Regions from separate parts of the Mus musculus genome. Here region 2 is linked to region 1. Evidence: chromatin contacts called from public Hi-C data. All regions are on one chromosome and are shown on one strand. The core of a region is the stretch at or near the end of the contact, and the rest is flanking DNA. Distances in the headings are between cores, read along the strand shown. Region 1 overlaps 4930434J06Rik (RIKEN cDNA 4930434J06 gene). Region 2 has its middle 110 kb from the start of Gm41205.

Region 1 (3,848 bases), core at 983-3,482:
TCAAATGTTATTATCTAGCTTACGATATCTCTCTTCTCATAACTTGCCTCCCAGTGAAGGCACTTTATTACTGGCTGTATTCTCAAATACATTTTCCTTTTCCAGCCACTACAATTTTCACAAGCAGAGGGGCGTTGTTAACTCGAGTTTTCCTTGCTGGACTTGACATTGCCTGATTGCATTCCACTGACATGCCCTCCTCCCGCTGAGTTGCTGAGATGGTCCCCTATCATTTCTGCATCCCAAGCTGGCAGGGTGTGTGGCTTTGCAGTGTCTTTTTTCCACTCCAAAAAGAATAGGATAGAACAGCTTTATGGATGAAAATCAGAGGCTCATGTAATGGGAAAGCCAGATTACTGCTTTCCTACCAAGGGAAAAGCAAAGCTTACCAACATGAATTTGTCCTCCTGTCTTGTCCCCTCTCTTTCCCTCCCACCTGAAATTCTGACTTTTTATGTGTGTTTTTGTCTTTCTGAGGGGGAAAAAAGATGTATATCTTGATAGAGCATTTCTAAAGTAGAAAGGGAGAACAAATAACAAAGGAACTGTCCATGGTACCCAACGGTCCTATTAGTAAATAATCCATTGACTGCTTGAGTCACAAAACTGCAAACAAGAATGGGTGACTAAAGACTCTTCAGTCATCTATTGGACATTTTGCAATAGATTGGACAATTGAACAGGTTAAAATTAATGGTGTACATCCTTCAAGACTTGCTGGGATTAAATATTCCCCACATTGTGTGATGGCCCAAAGCAAAACACAGCTTGGGAGGAGGAGAGACAACCGAGGTGAAGAGGCATATTCTGAAGCAAAGAACTTAAGGGAGTGAACTTAAAGAATACTGGGAAATGTTTATCTCAAAGTCTTGGAGGAGCAAAGACAGAAAAGGCATGCGGTCTCAGAAATAAGTCTTTCAACCAACAGAACTCTCTCAATTAAGAATGGCTGGCAACTAGAAGCAGGATCATATCCTACATTGTGGTAGGACATGCTTGAATCTATAGATTCAACTCTCTATAGATCAGTTTGCCACTTACAAATGCAAAACAGAGAAATGGTCACCCAACCCATGAAGTCATTCAGGGAATGGAACAAGATGGTATGGAATTCCAATACATGCCCAGATCCCATAAGCACCCAAGAATTATTAAGAGCTCTCTACAGCTCTTTGCTTTGATCAAGTCCAAGCTACAGGATTTATAAAGTATGCAAGGCATTTGTTTCTCCTGCTTCTCCACAGAAGCTTTTATTTTGTCCCTTACTCTTTTCTCCAGGGGGAGAGGGTAAGTGGAAGAAATGATGGCAAAAATCTAAGGAAGTGATCAGGGACTTGCTGGCATTTAATTACTAAGAGATGAAAAGACATAAGAGGTGGGGCTTAGAGAAGTTGCGGGAGTCTTTGGGGAGACGTGGAGCCTCTCTTTATTCATTTTATGCTGATATAAGAGGATTCCTGAGATGGATGACTTAAGGGCATAATTATAACGTATAGAAGTGCAACGCATAAATGTATTTTTCTGGATACTGATAAGCTCCCAGTCAAGGGACCCACATCTAGTGATAGTTTCACTTTCTTTGGTCATAGTAGAAAGCAAAATGATGAGAAAAGCGGGGAATGGGTAGTAGAATCAAACTACAGCTTCAAGCCTCTTTATCATTAGCTAATTATGGGGGGGGGACTTCATGACCTACACACCTGTTTACCTCATCTCCCACTACTGTTGAAGTGGAGGTTAAGTCTGGAGGCATAACACAACCATAGCCCATTAGTACTTTATGCTCAATATATAGCCAGCTATAGATATATGATAGTCATGAATTAGTTCTCAGAATGCAGTTCATTGTGATCCTACTACTGAATCACCCTCTAGTTTACCAGGAGAGCTAAAGTGCTAACGGTTCTGGTTATTTTGTGACACAGGTGGTCTGTGACAGAGATGATCTCATTTAAGATCAGCTGGCTCAGTCCCATGGATAACATGTAGGTGCTAGTGGGAGGCAACTATGAAAAACGCATTTTTTTTTTTCAGAATTTGCTGTGCTAGACAGGGATAGGCTGTGAAATCTCCTTTTAGGCATTCAATTTGTCAACAAAGATTTTGCTCAGGCCCCTCTATGAGAGTCATTGATTTAAACACTTTGTTGCTTTTGTGCAGACCTTATCCTATCTGTCTCAGGGCAGAGCCTGAGCTGAGAGAGAAGGAAAGTGTTAGGAGCTGGCTGCAAGGCTGACTGCGTGCATGTGGGGACTTTTCTGACAGACAGGCATTCAACCCACATTTACTGAGGCCTATCTGGCTCAGCATCATGATAAGCACTGCAAGAAACACAAAGATGAATAAAACATAGTCTCTGTCCTTGAGGATCTCACAGTCTAGTGGATAAGAGAATCAAATAAGGAAATACAAATAACACAAAGTGATGTTTTGAAATAGAGTGGTATAGAGTGTGCTCCTGGAGAAACTGTAACCTTCAGCAGGACGCGTGGGAAGCCAGGGCTCCCTAAACTGGTGCTTAGTAACTGGGAAGCCAGAACCAGGCTGAGAGGCAAGAGTTGGATGAAGACGTTGAAACCAGCCAGAAGCTGAGTGAGGGTGCCAGCAGCAGGGCCGGAGTGAGTCACAGAAATTCAGAGGGTGATGGTCAAAGCATGAGTCGTTGTTTTGGTTTTGGTTAATTTGGTGCATTTTATTTTGTTTTATAAATGTGAAGATCAACCATTTAGACAGTGGTACTTTACTTTGTAAGTCACAAGGTTAGAATCAAACTATGCACTTCAGCTAGACAGTGACAGAACAATGTCAGGAGTCTTGGAACTTTATCTTACATAGTCTGCAGTGAACAGACACTGTTTAAAAACATAGCAACCAGGGTTGTAAATTTTCCAGCATGGATTGTAGCTGCTCTGATTGTTCTGATGTGTCAACTTGTACCATGTTTAGTATTCTGCTCATGCTTAGTCAATGCTGACATTAAAAATGGCACTTAAACAGAGCTCCTGTATGGTACTTGCTATGCTAGTTAATCCCAGTGTGTGTGTGTATGTGTGTGTGTGTGTGTGTGTATCTGTGTACATAAACATGCAAATATGCATATAGAAATGAGAGCTGAATTGCGAGCATCTTTCCCACTCTCACTGAACCAGGGGAGTGCTGATTTGGCTAGACTGGCAGGTCAACATGTCCCAGGGTACCACTTATCTCTCTCTGCCTACCCAGGACAGAGCTTACACATGAATGCCACAGTGCTCAGATTTTGGGGGATGCTGGGGATCCAAACCCAGGTCTTCATGCCCATGCAGCAAAACACTGTACCAAGTGAGCTTTCCCCCCCAACCTGTTCTACTCTAAGCCTTGATCTATGTCCTGATAACCAGGAGGTTGGCTGAATCACTAATCTTTGGGAAGACAGAGAGAAGTACAAAGGGAATTTCTGGGGGCAGAGGAGAGGGCAGGAATGAAGCAGCTTCATTGCATACTTACTTAGAGTTTGACCCACAGAGGTCCTGCTGTTTCCCTCTCTATTTTAGAACTGGCCCTTTTGGACAGGACAACTGTGTTTCCTTCCTAGGAAACAAGATCACATTTCCAGAGGCAAATGGTTTCTTTCTTTCATTTCTCTGGTAGCCTCCATGTATCTAACATTCATTAATAAAGCTCCAATCCCTTGCCACAGGCATTTGGATTTGATTGAAGAGTTCAATATAAATGAATATCTAGAATGAACCATTTAGAAACACACTCCTCCCACAGTTAGGAGAAGTAGCTTCTAAAATGTCTACCTCTGTACAGGTGGTAAAACATGCTTCTGGGAGTCCTGTGGATCTTTTGGACATAGGCTCTGC
Region 2 (3,864 bases), core at 1,116-3,615, 400 kb before region 1:
TCAATAATGAATTTGCTTAATAGCCCCCCTCATCACCTTAACAGTCTCAGGAGGCAGTGGCCTCCGGGGTAGGGCACAGAGGCTGGCAGCGTTGCATCAGAGACAGGCAGGTTACCACCCTGGTAGACGATGTTTCCTCCAAGGAGAAAATATTTCTTTGTAATGGAGCTTGGAAGCTTGAAGGTAGAATATGGAAAACAGAGCCTGGGGCAGAGGGGTGAAGGGAAGAGGTTGGTGGACTGGGAGTTTAGCCATTGGTTGTTCCGAGGCTGCTAGGGTACCTGTCACCCTAGCTGTCAGCCTTGGTGAGAAAGCACAGACGACTGAGAGCTGCTCCGGTGACTGGAAAATGGAGAAAGGAGCTGGGAGGTATGATTTGCCATCTCAGGAAGCAGGTGACTCTGCAGGGGGCAGCGTCTCTGGGAAGAGAATGGAATTCCATGGTTCAAGCTAGGGTCAAGCTCAGCTTTGGTGCATCTGCACTGTCTACCCACCCCAGGCTTGCCTTTCTCCCCCTCAGGCCACCTGCTCCACTTCCTCATCCCTGGTTTGCGAGACTCCCTTTGCTCTTCCTTCTTCCTTCCTTCAGCCGAGGTTTTCTACATCCCTTTGTAGCTACAGATTTAGGGTTTGCAAGATTCCCTGGCTCCCATCCCTCCCTTCTTCCTTGTTTTTCTTCCCTCCATGCTTTCCGTTCTTGTTCTTGAGCTCTTCAGAAACTCTTTCACCCAGGGTGTTACTGAGAGTGAAGTCAGTGCACTCAAGTCCGTGACTGAGAACAGGGAATCTCTCTGCCGCGGTCACTTGATTTTGTTTGTTTGGTTTGGGTTTTCAAGACAGGGGTTCTCTGGGTAGTCCTGGCTGTCCTGAAAACCCCATTTAAAGATCAGGCCTTGAACTCAGAGATCCTCCTGCCTCTGCCTCCAGAGTGCTGGGATTAAGGCATGCGCCACCACGCCTGGTACAAGTGGGCATTTATGCGGCTTCGAGACAAGGGTGTAGAGATGGCTCCCTTTGAGACAAGGGTGTAGGCTCCGAGCGCTTAGTGCTCTTGCAGAGGACCTGGGTTTGAGACTCAGGCCACATATGATGGCTCACAACTGTTAGTAACTTTTCAAAGAATCTGATGCCCTATTATAACTTCTGAGGGAGGCAGGCACACGTGTGGTGCACATCATACAGGCAAAATGCTCATATGCATAGAAAACATACCAAAAAGGGGGGGGGGGAGGGTTGAAACTATTATGGATGGCCACTAGATGGCAATAGTCTAACATACAAAATAGTAAATCTCTGAAAGGCAGGTCCAGGATAAGGTGTTGAGCAAGAGGCCTGTAATGAAAATGTAGGTGTGGTCTGATGTAGGTGTTTGTTTTGGCTCATGGGGTAAGTCGTAGTGGCTGCAAGGCCACCTCTCATAGAAGAGCAGATGTCGACATTGCCACCCTCCAGGGTCCTTAGCTCCTCTTCACACCCCTGGCCAGCTGAGGTAAGAGCCTCAGACTGGATATGAACACACCTGGTTACTAATGTGCCCAGGTGTGACCTCCTGTTTCCTCAGTAGGCTCTGAGGATGGGCATGTAGTTTCTCCTCATGTCAGGGATTATCTATGGTCACTAAGGGAAGGGCACAGTGCTGAGACTGGCATAAGCTATTCGGAGGAGTTTGCTTGACTGCTGGGAAAAGCCTGTATCAAGAAGGTCTTGCCAGTGACTCATGCACAGAATGAAGTTTACACAGTCTTTATTCTTCAAAACCTTGAGTGTGTGTGTGGGGGGTGGGCGTGGGGGGGGAGTGGGGAGAGGGACAGGGATGGAAAGAGGCACAAGGAGAGATTAAGAGAATGCTGTAGTGGAAGGCTGCAGCATACTGTTGGTGGGACCAGACTTCAGAAAAAGAAGGAGCTCACTGGGCTAATGGGCCGTGAGCTTGTTCCTGCAGGGTTTAAATTAAAAACTCATAGCTTACCTGGCAAAGAGAAGGGGGAGCATGAGCTGGCACAATGAGGACATTTTACCCGCAAAGAGGGAGCGATCTGGGGTCCCGGTCAGGGATGGTTGCTTGGAAGTCAGCATGAGTTAGTGACGGTGAGTGGGAAGCTATGGCAGGTTGCTGAACAGGAATGTGATCCTTCTGTTGTTTAAGGGAACTCTCAACTCTGGCTCAGGACTGGTAGGTAATTGGCAGCGGGGATGGTGGTATTTTTTTTTTTTTTTTATCCATAGTGCATGGCCTTGGTGTTCAGTGAATGCGGAACAGATACTAGCAGGAGCCTCAAGGACACCGAGGCCAGCAGAGGACCCCTCCAGGGAGGTCAGCTTCATTGGTGAGTGTGTGGAGCAGTCTGCTCCTCTTGAAGGCTGGCTGGGAGCCACCCACACTGAGCACTGCTTATCTAAAGGCTGCTTTGTTCAGTAGCTCAGCAGAGCATAGGAGATGTGATCACTTGCTGGGAATTACACAGGCAGACTTTGCCCTCTGCCACTTCCCATTCTGCTGATACACTTATTTGACAGTGCCTAAGGAACTCCTGAACCATCCTTTATCTCAACACAGGGTTATAGCTAGACACCATTGCTGCTCCAGCCAAATCTCATGCCTGTTGCTCAGGCCCAGTTACATGGGTCCCCGCTGTGCATGCATACACGGCAGAATGCACAAAGGGTCTGAGTTGCATGTAAAGAAGACAGTGAGGTTAGGTGCCAGGTAGGGCAAGGACACACAGAATTTAGAGATACAAACGCAATCTCCGAACAGAGTCACACCTTAATGGACACAAAGAGTGGGCCTAGTAGAAGCCTGATCCTGGGTTTCTCTGGAATCAGCTCAAGCAGATAGAAGGGAATACTTGGGTAGCTGGCAAAAGAATAGGCCAGCTGTCAGTGGATAAGCATTTACTGAACCCCAATTAGGCAGAGCATGAGTAAGACAAGCTTCATGACCTTATGGGTATGAAGACAGGAAACCAGCAGTTATAGTCACAGTGGTACTTACAGTAAAGCATGGACAATTGCGTTTTTGTTGAGCTGGTGGGATTTTGTGGTCACATTAATTTGAATTCACATTACTGATATTGATCAAAGCATGATCAAACAGCTGGCCCCAAACAACAGTCTTCCGCATGCCAACCAGGCCTGGGTGTGCAGGAGCTGGGCAGAGAGGTCCCTTCCTTTGTCAATGATGCAATGGCAGTCTGAACAAGCTGAGTACACTTGTCTCTCAGGGCATTGTTTTTTTACTCCTCATGCCTTAGAACTTCAAAACCCAGGGTAATTAGCCCCAAATGGGCCATTCTCATTCAAACCACTACAGCAATTCACAGGATAACTTCCTGTTTTCTGTAACAAGATGAGCATCTCAAATCCCAGAAATTTTGAATGTTGACATGATGTTCAAAATTTTTCTGGATTTTAGAACATTTGAGATTTCACACTTCAGGATTATGGATGCTGCTTAGCTGGTAAAGTCTATGCAAATATTTTCAAATCTCAAAAAATGAAAAGAAAAAAACCTCTTCAATCTTTATGATTTTGAGTATTTCAGACAAGACATACTCAACGAGCACTAATAGCTCCTCCTCTTAGACGCTCTTTCACCTGAACATCTGTTGGTGAATGCTTTTGATTCTCCTACTCTGCTTGTCCATGACCCAGGGAATAAAAGTTCAGGACAACACAAAATTATATATGAAACCTTGTAGGTAATGAGGGCTAGGATGAAGGAGAAAATGAGGACAGCACACGGTGTACCTGCAAATACAGCCCTAAGGTCACAACTGCGGCTGTTGGCCTCTGTTTGCTGCTGGCGGGCAGAGCTGCTGGCACCAAGCTCCTTCACTGATTTCCTGGATGGGATCAATGTTT

What was found. A called contact is a pair of places that touch in the nucleus more often than the background predicts.
Region 2: a Hi-C map of cerebral cortex shows a contact between it and region 1, with 4 times the contacts expected there. The contact joins two enhancer-like sites. A contact is called at or near these places in 2 of 484 Hi-C or Micro-C datasets (cerebral cortex and cortical neurons) and 1 of 9 other capture datasets (embryonic stem cells).

The regions. Positions count from the first base shown.
Region 1 is chr14:71,890,270-71,894,117 of GRCm38.p6, reverse strand. The region is part of intron 3 of 4930434J06Rik (RIKEN cDNA 4930434J06 gene); the gene reads right to left. Among named protein-coding and RNA genes, the nearest start is that of 4930434J06Rik, 35 kb to the right of the region's middle. Within about 2 kb of position 2,232, at least 2 of the 459 cell types and tissues checked have an H3K27ac peak or open chromatin away from gene starts, as enhancers often do. A contact at or near this core is called in cerebral cortex, where this site is marked.
Region 2 is chr14:72,291,377-72,295,240 of GRCm38.p6, reverse strand. No RefSeq gene overlaps it. Among named protein-coding and RNA genes, the nearest start is that of Gm41205, 110 kb to the right of the region's middle. Within about 2 kb of position 2,365, at least 14 of the 459 cell types and tissues checked have an H3K27ac peak or open chromatin away from gene starts, as enhancers often do. A contact at or near this core is called in cerebral cortex, where this site is marked.